2 separate regions of the Mus musculus genome follow, and region 2 is linked to region 1. A link is a contact called in public HiChIP or PLAC-seq data. All regions are on one chromosome and are shown on one strand. Each heading gives the region's core, a stretch centred on a gene start, on an enhancer-like site or on the middle of the called end of the contact. The rest is flanking DNA. Distances are from core to core; before and after follow the strand shown.

Region 1 (5,913 bases), core at 1,973-4,472:
GCAGCTTGGGTCAGGGGAGGTAGCAGGTAGCACTGATTTTTCAAAAGGAAGTTACAGATGTCTGTCATCTGGTATTTGAGCCTGGTGAGGAGAAATGCTGGAATGCTGGAAAGTGGCAAGAGTCCAACCCTCTTCTAGAGGGAGAATAGTTCTCCTCTTCCTCCTCTTCCTCCTGCTCCTCCTCCTCTTCCTCCTTTACTCAGAAATAGGATCAAACTGACAATATTGCTATGGAATGGGCTCCACAACCTGTGAAATGGGCTATATAGTTCTTTGTACCATAGAGTGCAATCTGTTCAAAAATCCAAGCCTGCTGGGGAGACTCCTCAGGAAGGGCTGAGTTGGGAGAGCCCAGGGTTTATATGGAGGTCTAGGCCCCTGCCTGCCTGCTGTTCCCTAGGAGCTTTGACCTCCCTTAGTCTGCATTGTCTTGCCTGTGGATTACACCTTTGGAGAAGGGTCCCTCCAATCTACCCCTTAAATCAAGAGGTTTTATTGAGCTGCACAGCGTTTGAAAACCTGGATGTGGCCGGGCATGGTGTCGCACACCTTTAATCCCAGCACTCGGGAGGCAGAGGCAGGGGGATTTCTGGTCTACAAAGTGGACAGCCAGAGAAACCCTACACAGAGAAACCCTGTCTTGAAAAAAACAAAAACAAACAAAAAAGAAAACCTGGATGTGGGTACAGGGGTCAGGTGTATTTGGCACTACTACCTGGGAAGGTCTTTGGGTGAGGTGACATTTTAGTTGGCCTAGAAGGACATGTGGAATGCTGACAGGTGACAACAGGAAGAGATCAACGATGGATGGGAGAGGTTGAAGAGGAAGGAAATGTAGAGGGGAAAGGGCAGGAGGAGGGATAGCTTGGGCATTGTAAAAGAGGGTGTGTCCTGTGGGAACAGCTCTGGCAATAGCTCTCAGAGCTGGGTGTCCTTGGAGGATAACCTCATCTCTCTGCAAATAAAGTTTGCAGATAAGGGTTTTCTGGTGTTTTGCCTGTGTGCTGGTGACATAAGAGGATTTATTCAGCCCATTTTTGAGGTTGTCATGTCCAAGAGGTGGTGCTGCAGCACCTGACCTTCTATCAGCCCCACCCCTCCTACGATGGAAAAACTTCAAAATTCAGATCACAATGACAACACCGATTTCAAAATAAGTTAACACCCCTTTATGTCTGTCCTCGGGTCACCCAGAATCAAGGCTGAGTGGCTGGGTTCCAGCACCCCTTCTGTACAAGCCTTCCTCAGGGAGTTCCAGTTCTCAGTTCTTCTCCCTCAAGGCGCTTGCAGATTCTGAGCCCAGTGTCTTAGAATTCCTAATGCTAGGATTAGGAGAAACCATGACAAAGTAACATGATAAGGAAAGGGTTTATTCAGTTCACACTTCCATACCTTAGTTCATTATTGGAGGAAGTCAGGATAGGAATTCAAACAAGGTGGGAACCTGGAGGCAGGGGTTGATGCAGAAGCCATGGAGGGGTGCTGCTTAGTGGCTTGCTCCCCTTGGCTTGCTCAGCCTGCTTTCTTATAGAACTTGGGACCACCAGCCCAGGAGTGGCCTCACTCACAATAGCTGTGTCCTTACACATCAATCCTTAAATAAGAAAATGCCCTACAGCTGGATCATATGGAGGCATTTTCTTAATTGGGAGTTTCTCCTCTCAAATGACTTACCTGTATCAAGTTTACATAAAACTAGCCAGCTCCCCTTGAGCCTCACATCTACTCATCATCTGTCAAGTGTGTTCTGTCCAACCTGCAGGTACTGAGGCCTGGCTCCTCACCTGCCTCTTCATTAGTCCAGAAGCTCTGAGTGGGGTGAGGTGGTGAGCTGGGAATGGCTGGTGAATCCATGCATGATCTGAGACAGGTGTCCCCAAATTGGGGACACTCAGCAAACCCTTCAACACCTTGGGCCCCTCCTTAAGGGGTCACTAGAGGATCCTGTACCTATGGGGATTGTTTTTTTTGGGGGGGGGGATCCAAGCGTTTCAGCCTCCATCCTGACATCCAGCCATTGCCTGTCCGCCTTAGGGGGTCTAGATGGCCAGAGTGCTAGTAGGCGCGCTGGCCGTTTGGAGGACCTGCTCTCCCAGCCTTAGTTTCTTTCCTTCATCTGAGTAACCGCTCCTGTCAGTCCCCCCGACGGGGCGGGGTGTGAGGAATCCTCCTGGAGGTTGGGGGGTGTGGCCTGGTTGCAGAGGAAGGTGAGGTGAGGGGCTGTTGGTGGCGCAAGCCACTCAACCCGCCCCCACCCCCCAGCCTTGCCGCCCTTCCCTCTCAGCGCCGGGGGCGGAGGGGGGGGCTCGGGCATCCTCGGCCACGGTCGGAGGCACTCGGCTCTGTCGCCATGGCAACGGCGGCTTAGGGGCGGGGGCGACGTGGCGGGCTGGGCCGGCCGGCGGGCGGCGCGGGGTGGGCTGGGCCGCGCTGCGCGGGCCGGGCCGTCGGCGCTCGGTCGGCGGGCGGGCGGCGGCGCGGGCCGCGAGCTGCTGGGGCCGAGCCCGGCCCGCCGTGGGCCGCGAGGGTGCGGGTCCCGGCCCGCCGCCGCCGCGCTAACCCCGCCTCCCCTTCCCCCTCTTGTCGCCCCGCGCGCAGGGCTTCCTCAGCCGCCGCCTCAAGGGCTCCATCAAGCGCACCAAGAGCCAGCCCAAACTGGACCGCAACCACAGCTTCCGCCACATCCTGCCGGGGTTCCGGAGCGCAGCCGCCGCCGCCGCGGACAATGAGAGGTGAGCCCGTCGCCGCCCCGGCTGCGCCCCGAGGGCGCGGGGACAAAGCCGGAGCCGGGCAGGGCACTCTCCCGCGGGAGTGACGCCTCGCCAGCCTCCGGGAACTCCGGGAACGGGGCCCCCGTCGTGCTGGGGGACCGGGACTGTACCCTTCGTTGCTTTCACCGGCGCACCTAGGAGGGTGCTGGAGGTCCGGGGTGAGGCCGGGCAGCAAGTGCCCTCTCGGGCATGTGGGGTCCTGCCTCGCCTGGCCGAGGTGGGCATTGTTTTCTGAGCAGTGCTGTGCCTAGAGGTAGGGACGGAAGTGGTGCCTCCACCCTCAGGACCCATCCCCGGCCTACCGAGTCCCTCGCTGTCCGATACAAAAGGCATTTTCGGCTGGTTTTTGCCCAGACCCGGCAGCGCTCGTGGCGCGGAAAAGGGTGAACATCTGGAGGGGAGGAGCAGGGGGCTGGGCCGCTTAGGGGGCACATCTGCGCTAAGTAGGGCACGTGCTCCGCTGGGGGCTGGGGCGAGCCGAGCAGGCAGTGGCCAGGCGCTCGGTTAATGGGTATAACCTAAGACCCGGGAAAATGGGCCTTCCCCCTACAGTCTGGGCAGCTGCTCCCCTTCTTTACCTCCCGCTCCCAGGGGTGTCTTCTGTTCCCTGCTTCCTTCTGGGCAAGCTGAGAGCAGGTGTGGAAATTCCAGGGGGAGGTGGCTTGTGGGGCGAAGGGGAGGGGAGGAGGTTGTTGAGCCTGCTTTGGAGTCACTGGCAACGTGCAGGCTTCAGCTCGCAAGGGCAAGCCATCCTGTCCGTGCGGGGGCACTGGGCGGGCACAGCCTCTGGGGGCCCTGGTTCGCATCCTTGAGTCGTGTCAGCCACAGGCACCTTTCCACTTAGGCACAAGCAGTGATGGATTCCTGTGCCAGTTAGAACGTGTCGTGGAGGTGAAGGAACCAGTAGGCTCCAAGGAGCCTTTTCAGCATTCAGCCCCAACATCTTAGGCTCCTGGCATCTGCCTTCCCGGGTCTGTGTCCGTTTTACCATTGGCGAGTTGGCACTTCTTGTGTGGGAGGCACAGGTTGAATGATAATGTCTTTCCTTTCCTCCTTGGTTCCAGCAAGCAAGGAGTCCAAGTTATCCTAACTCCTGCCCAAGGTGGTGTGACGTTTAACTGACACCTAACATCTACCCCAGGGCACCCCTCCCACATCCCAATTAGAACCACTAGACCTTCCATCAGCCTAGAGCTGTTCTTCAGTGCATCCCCACCACTGTCTGCACCTGGCTTCCCGCCCCGGCTGCCAAGCCCAGCCTAAGGCAGGACCCCCCACCCCCAACCTTTCACTGATGGCTATGGTGCCCCAGGGGACCAGGCGTTCCCTGGCAGGAAGATGCATCCAGGCCAGAGCTCGGTGCTGGGTGCAGCCACTGCGTCTTTGAAAATCTCCATCTCCATTCCCATCTTTGTTATTATTGTCTGTCTGGGCGGCAGGCCACCCGGTTTGCTGCCTTCCTCTCCGGCCCCCACCTCCGGCTGTCTCCCCCAAAGAACATGCCCTTCTCTGCGCTTTCCCTGGCAGGGGTCCGGACCCTCTGTTCTCGCATGCGGGGGCTTGTGTACGTACCCCATTTTGTGTGCATGTGGCGGTTGTCCGGGAGCAGGAGAGAAAGCAGGCAGCCCAGGTCTCTGAGTGTGTCTGCCCTCTTGAGAGCAAGCGGCATGCATGTCGTGTTTACCTTCCACCGCTGGGAAGCCCGCACCAAAAAGCCAGCAGTTGCTTGGCTAGCAACCCTAGTCAGAGTCGGGGCTTCGCTAGGGTGACCTCAGAAACATCCCGTGGCCCCTGGTCTCAGGTTAGCTGTGTTACATGGAGGGGGAGGGGGAGTCGGGTTTCAGAGAAACTACAAATCCATTTCTGGAAATGTGAACGGCTGCAAGAAGAGCTGAATGTCATTGGCAGTGGTGTGGAATTGTCTTTTTAAATTTTTCTGTAAACAATCTGTCCTAGTGGCCTCTCTGGCACCAGAAGGGAGCTCAGATTTCCCTCGAACAGTCAGGCAGACTGGGTGTGAATCCCTCTACCCAGTCTAGAAGCTGAAATGGGCTTTGCCAGGACTGGGGTCTTGTTTTGTTGCTTTGTTCAGGAATTGATCTGCTGGTTGCTGTTGGGTGAGTGGGCAGATGTTTCTCTGGGGCAGTCCTGGAGTCATCATTCTTGGGAGTTGAGTGACATCAACTGTGGTGGATCCACCCCCACCCTCTAATTTCATGATCAAACCTGGGTGAGTGGACAGTGCCTCTTCATTCTTGTGGGTGTTGTGCTGCCCAAGTGCAGTAGAAGGAACAGAGCAAGGAGAGGTTGAGCCTCCTCTCCAGGCTCTCCCTCTGACTGCCATGCCTCCCCTGGGATAAATACAGAGACACCAAGCAGAGAGTGGATGGAGGGCAAGGATGGAGAGGGGTCAGAGGCTTCCAGGTTGCATGTATGAGCCCTGATCCCAGTGACCCTCCCATGGGATGAACAATTTAGGACTATCTGGTTATTCCTGTGAGTGTAACTGGGTGAATCTGTCTGGTTTGTATGACTGCTAAGGAGGTGTTGTTGCATGTTAGTCTGTGCACTCTGTGACTGCTATGTTGGACAGGTCGTTTTTTGTTCTGGAATCCTCCACCCAGATGTGTAGATCAAACCCTCCCTGGTTTACAGGTTGGAAACCAGGTGGTTCTATGCCGGAATCTCTGGGAATCCTGGGAAGGAAGTCTGCCCTAGGTGTGGGCTGCTACTGTTTGGTGGTGAGGCTTGGGTCATGCCATCAGGGACTTGAGGGCTCAGGGCTACAGGACAGGTTTGAGCCTTTCTACTTGTTCTACTGAAAATGGCTCCAGGGGAGGGTCCTAACCGGTCTCCATGACCCCTGGGCCTCTCAGACACCCGTTTCTCCTTTGGAGGCTTAGGCAGTGAGCACCAGCGACAGGACAGGTAATCATTTCTCCTGGTAGCAGAAATGAGTGCTGGCCAGAGCGCTTTCCAGGTGAGCAGGGTGCTGGCAGAGCGCTTCCTCTTGCTTGCTGGAGGTGTTGCTGCTTCATTTACAGGTTGGTTTTAATGTTGGTAAGAGCAATAAAAGATACCATGGCTCTGCCTTCCCAGAATCAAGTCGCTTGCTCATTTATTTATGCTTCTGAGCTAGGAG
Region 2 (5,556 bases), core at 3,008-5,507, 210 kb after region 1:
GTTTCCCAAGACTCATAAGAAGGGTACCAGCCCCATCCCCACAATTATGTGAGCAGTGTGCAGTTGCAGGGAGAGGAGACTCTGGTGAAGCTACTTGCCAGTTGCTCAAGTGGTCCAGCAATGCAGTTTTTGCATGTCACCACCCTCTGGCAGCCAGAAGAGGGTGCCAGATCTGTTGGAGCTGGAGTTACAGGTGGTCATGAGCCGCCCTGCATGGGTGTTGGGAACCAAACTTGGGTCCTCCACAAGAGCAGCTTGTGCTTTTAACCACAGAGGCAGAACCCCAGCCCCTGTAAGAAGAGCAGATTCCTCCATGTGGCCTTACCACATGTGCTGCCTCATCACAGGTCCATAAACACCAGAGACAACCCATTTTGTACTGAAACTTCCAAAATCATGAGCCAAAATAAGGTGACTTAAGGATTCCTTCTAACTATGAGAGCTGACTAGCCTGTCTGGAGAGCGGAGACAGAACCCTCCCTAAGACACAAGGTGGGGTGGATCGTAGGGTCAGTTCCCACATCACACTGATCAAGGGAGGAAGAGAAATACTATTTTTAAAGGGCAAGGAGGCTGGAGCAACACATTAGCAGTGATGTTTTGGGGGAAGAGGGAAGCTGTTGATTAATACCAAGCAACTATAGCACAAATGCCACAGGGGCCTTTACAGGGCCTTCTCTGGGCATGCATCAGTCTCAGCTCAGCTCCAGTGAGACTAACGAGGGATCTGGCATGAGCCAAGCCTGGTTCAAACCCTGACTTTGCCCAAGTCCTGGGGCAAACACAGAAACAGTCAAATGGCATCACGATACTTGGTAGGGTTAGGGTCTAAATTAAACCAGAAAGTTCCTGACTAAAGTAACCCTCAGTGAATCCAGTGGCCATGATGACAGGGAGGACAGAGGAGCCAGCAAGAAGCCACGGGTGTCCACTTCTTTTCATTCCCGAGTGTTCCTCATGGGCTGCCTCTAACACCGGCACTGTCCTTTGAAGCCTGATGGCTTACGGACATGCCAGGCCTGTGTCAAATTCCCACCAATGATTTCTCAGCATAAATTAACTGGCACAAATGCTTTGAAATGGCTGCTACAGAATTATGTGACAGCTTCCAGGAGAACATATAAAAATAGAATCAGAGAATGGCTATTCGAGATGCACAGAGGTTTCTCATTAATTTAATTTCTCCTTTCCTTCTGGCTTGTGATCCTTCTTTGTACGAGCTAACGAGGAGGAAGGTGGGAGCAAGCACCAGGTGCCCGGCTATTGAAATAAGTAGTGCTAACAAACAGCAAAAAGAATTCCAGATTAGCTAAAAAAAAGAAAAACTGTCATAAAACATAACAGTATTTCTTTATACTTATATGGAAACAATTTATGTAAATCTATACCATTTACCGAGGAAGTCTGTGTGCTGCTGTGTCATCTGCCTTATTGTTATATATTGAGCACACAAGGGTGGCACATCCATCTATCAGCCCTCTCCATTTTCACAGCAACCCACCATTATGGCTCCTTCTGTGGATGGGGTGCAGTGTGGGCAAGGGGATCCCATGGCTGAACATGGGAGACTAGAATTGGAACCTAAGTCTGCTTCTGTTTGTCAGGGGTGCTGTTCTCTGAGCCTCATTTCAGCCCAGGATTGGGGTCGAGGAAGACAGTGTGCAGGGGGGCCCAGACACCCACTGCCTCCCCATTCCTACTGACTACAGGCCTGACTCTGGTTCCCCACAGTCCTGCACATGGGTTACAGAGAAAACCTCACTCAGATTCAACATCGGAAGAGTCATTTTTCTGAAGCGCCCCCCCCACCCCGTTACCTCTTCCATAATGAGGGTGAAATGCAGGTTCTCTTTTCTTTATTTTTTTTTTATCTTATTCTCAAATAATTCTGAAGCTAGGTGGAAGCGAGGGCTCCTCTGGCTTCCCTCCATGCTCCCAGGTGGTGCGCTGGTCTGATGCTATTTGTATTCTGATGCTAATCACTGGCTCTCAAGATCTGCCCCCACCCCCCAGCGTCCTCACTGATGAGCAGACCCTCATGCACACCGAGTGATGCTATATAAACCTTGTTCCCCAATTTAACTGATCAATAAAATGCCAGAGCCTGTGATTGGGCTTTAGAGGGAGAAAGGTGGGGCTTGAGGATCGAGTTGGGGTGGGGGGTTGCAGGGAGAGAGAGGGAAGAGGAAAGAAGAGAGGATGTGTCGAATGGAGGACGGCAGTATGAGAGGAGATGGACCAGGGAAACAACAAGTAACAAGGGACAAATGGCTGGGAAATGAGTTAGAATAGCTCCAGACCTAGGCTTATGGCTTGTGATAAAATAAATAAAATACCTGGACTGTGTGTCTTTTATATAGGCTAGCTGGAATGGTATAGTTCACTTACAGTGCCATATGAGTTCCAATTTACAAGAGGCTTACGCATGGTCAGGTGTGTGATAAATAAATATTAAGCTGTATGAGGGTGATTTTCTTAACTCTGATTAATCCACATAGTTTAATGGGAAAAGGGGGGATGAGTAATATTACAAAAATGTCTTAAGTGTGAAACAAACCAGAAGAGGAAACATAAATCCAAATGAATGCACTGACCGTAAAGAGGGTACTAAACTTTCCCCAATTTAGAGGCCAGAATCTAAGGTGCAGTATAAGGTAACCTGAATACCAACAAGTGCCAAGAACCGATATTTTCCAACCACCAAGCAGGAGCTAAAACCAGTTTATTTGGACACAAGAAAGTCCTCATAATACACAAACTCCCAAACCCAACAGACCTCATGTGGGGTGTGACTACACTCACAAGCCAAGTGTTACTGGGGCTTCTATTATCTGGACCCTGTCCAGGAACTACCTGTTGCTGGAGCGAGGCCCTGGGTGACAGCCCAAGACTGACTGCAATGCCCCAATAACAGCGTTGATGGATTTTGGGAACAGGAAGGACCCTCAGCAGCTGTTCTGGTTTAACATCTATGGCTATGACGAAATATCTGGACAAAAGCGACTAGGGGAGGGAGGGGTTTGTTCAGCTTACATGTCCCAGTTCCATCCATCACTGAGAGGAGTCAAGGCAGGGCTTAGGCAGCTAGCTCCCTATGCATCCACAGCCAAGAGCAGAGACAGAACACACACCCATGCTGGCTTGCTGCGTGCTCGGCTACGACTCATCGCTCTCAGACAGTTCAGGCTTTAGTCCATGAAGTGGGATCACCTTCACGTAGGATTAGATCTACCAATCTCAGTTAATAATAGTCAAGACAATCCCCCACAGACTAATCTGTTCTAGGGAATCCCTCAGTTGAGACACCCCTCTCAGGTGATGTCAAGTTAACAGTTAAAACTAACCAGGGGATGGACCCAGGAGAGGACCCATACAGCTGTTCACAAATGCCTGTTACTCCAGTTCCAAGGACCCAAAGCTCCCTTCTGACCTCTGTGGGCATGGCACACATTTGATGCAAGGCATGCACACAAGCAAAACATCCCTACACATAAAAAATAAAACAACAGCACAGCAGTGGAGCTGAGGAGATGCAGAGAGCTGCACACACAATATTATCTTTGCATCCACAGGCCCAATATAGCACCTGGCTCATAGCATGCATCAAAGAGCAAGCCAGTGGTAGAGCCAGGGAGACTCAAGATCTCCCTCCTGATCTCAAACTCACAACATAGCTCAGGTTGGGCCTGAACTCATCATAGTTCTTCTGCCTTCCAAAGGAAAGGCTGGGATTTCATGTATGAGCATCATATCTGGAATATTACTCATAGAGACACTGTTGTCTGGTCTTCACCAACACTACGTATTCGTAGTACTGTAATCAAAGGTCAACTGAACAGGCTTCCAACATCAACGGAAAGATGCCTCATAGACAGCTGGTACAACCTGTAGCCAGACCATGGGAGACACAGAGATCACATCTAAAATAGCTAAGTGTAGGGACCAGGACCAATCTCTTCCCTAAATGCACACACTAGCTCGAAAATTTGGAAGATGCTAGTCATAAACTTGGGCAGAGGATCCGCGCAAAGCCTCACAGTGGTATCTTTATGAAGCATCCAGATTACAACAACACCGGGAAGTGGCCTTCTATATCTGCAACTATTTTAAGAACCACAAATCCTATTTCTCTTCTTCAAACTAATTAACGTTTATAAGCAGGACTGAAGTGTTTCTTGTGACTGCCACAGGAGAAGCAGATCCCTGCAGTTGGAAGCAAGTGGCAGGGTGGTGAGAGACTGTCAGAAACACTTCTCGAAAGCACAGCTACAGTAGACAGGAGCTACAGCTCCCAATTAGGCTGGCCTCCAATATCCGGCACCTCATATCTAATGGTTTAAAAGCAACCAGCGAAATTTGCAGAGTCCAAGGGTTTTTAAAAGATGAAATCTTCCTTCTTATTTTTATCTCTCTCTTCCAAATGATAAATCATCGTGCTTATAAAAGCTGCGGGTTTGGGGACACGGCAGAGAGTAGAGACGAGCAAACCTCACGCCGGGAAAGGGTAGAGATTTGGCCAAGGTCAGCTTCAGAGTGCCTGGGACCCTCAAAGCCCAGGACCTTGCCTCCTAGCTGAGTCAGAGCTACCTTCCCCAGGAGACTGCCTGTGTTAAGGGTCCCTGCCCATGCAGTGTGACAAAAACTTCATGGAAATTAGAGGGATGCATTTTCAATGTGAGGCACGAACAGACCGAATACTTTGCATCGGGGAGCATGTTAATTAAACTAGGAACATGGGCACTGTTGACTTCCTTCAGTCTTGCTGAACTCTTGTTAAACTATCCATTTGTTTAGATAAATTCCTGTCTTCAGAAAATAAAATACACATGACTTGAATGGAGGAAACTTGTATACAGTTTGCCCTCTGCATCTGTGAGGTCTGTGTCCAAGGATTCAACCAAGGATGGGCGATCCTCGGGAAAGAAGCCACATTTTTACTGACTGTGAATATCCTATTTTCAAAGAGTCCTTTCCTGAACAATACAGCATAGCAACTGCATAGGCAACACTTACATTGTATTAGGTATTACAAGGAATCTGCAGCTCATCTAAAGTCTATGGGGGGAGGTATGTGGGTTACACGCAGACACTCTGCTCTTCTATGTAAGGGACTTGAGCATCCACAGGTTTTGGTACCATGGGGAATGCTGGGAAGGACAACTGTATGTATCTATTTGTGAGGATTGTAATAACGTTAATGCTAGTGATATTAGCCTTATGTGTTCAGCACTGTGGTAGTAAATGAGATTAGCAAACAGGCTAATTATCAAACAATTACCACTCATGAAATGCTTCCCATATCCAGGCAGTGTGTGCCGTGGGTTAGACGCAGTGGCTCACTTTACCATTGCAACATTCCTGCTAAGCAGCTTTTTACCATTACAGACATTTTACTGATGGAGAAACCAAGGCTCAGGGAAGTCAACTGCCCCAGATTTCACAGAGAGCAAGGGGAAAAGCTGTTCTCAAATCCAGGCCCAGAGGACTCTTAAACCTTCTGCCTCTGGCAGCACAGACTACAACATCCCAGTCTGTAAAAAAAGGGATTGCTTCAAA

What was found. HiChIP or PLAC-seq counts read pairs in DNA pulled down with a chosen protein or histone mark.
Region 2: a contact with region 1 is called in an H3K4me3 HiChIP or PLAC-seq map of forebrain, with 3 times the contacts expected there. The contact joins two enhancer-like sites. A contact is called at or near these places in 1 of 15 datasets of contacts at CTCF or cohesin (large pre-B cells), 5 of 484 Hi-C or Micro-C datasets (the HL-1 cell line, the HPC-7 cell line, the N1E-115 cell line and 2 more), 9 of 115 datasets of contacts at active chromatin or transcription factors (double positive thymocytes, embryonic basal ganglia, embryonic forebrain and 5 more) and 4 of 9 other capture datasets (adipose tissue, embryonic stem cells, liver and 1 more).

The regions. Positions count from the first base shown.
Region 1 is chr2:35,658,894-35,664,806 of GRCm38.p6, forward strand. Dab2ip (disabled 2 interacting protein) reads left to right here. Exons shown (of 16, transcript NM_001114124.2): 3 at 2,599-2,732. Among named protein-coding and RNA genes, the nearest start is that of Dab2ip, 40 kb to the left of the region's middle. Within about 2 kb of position 3,223, at least 263 of the 459 cell types and tissues checked have an H3K27ac peak or open chromatin away from gene starts, as enhancers often do. A contact at or near this core is called in the N1E-115 cell line and forebrain, where this site is marked.
Region 2 is chr2:35,871,519-35,877,074 of GRCm38.p6, forward strand. The region is part of intron 6 of Ttll11 (tubulin tyrosine ligase-like family, member 11); the gene reads right to left. Among named protein-coding and RNA genes, the nearest start is that of Gm35396, 9.3 kb to the right of the region's middle. Within about 2 kb of position 4,258, at least 13 of the 459 cell types and tissues checked have an H3K27ac peak or open chromatin away from gene starts, as enhancers often do. A contact at or near this core is called in the N1E-115 cell line and forebrain, where this site is marked.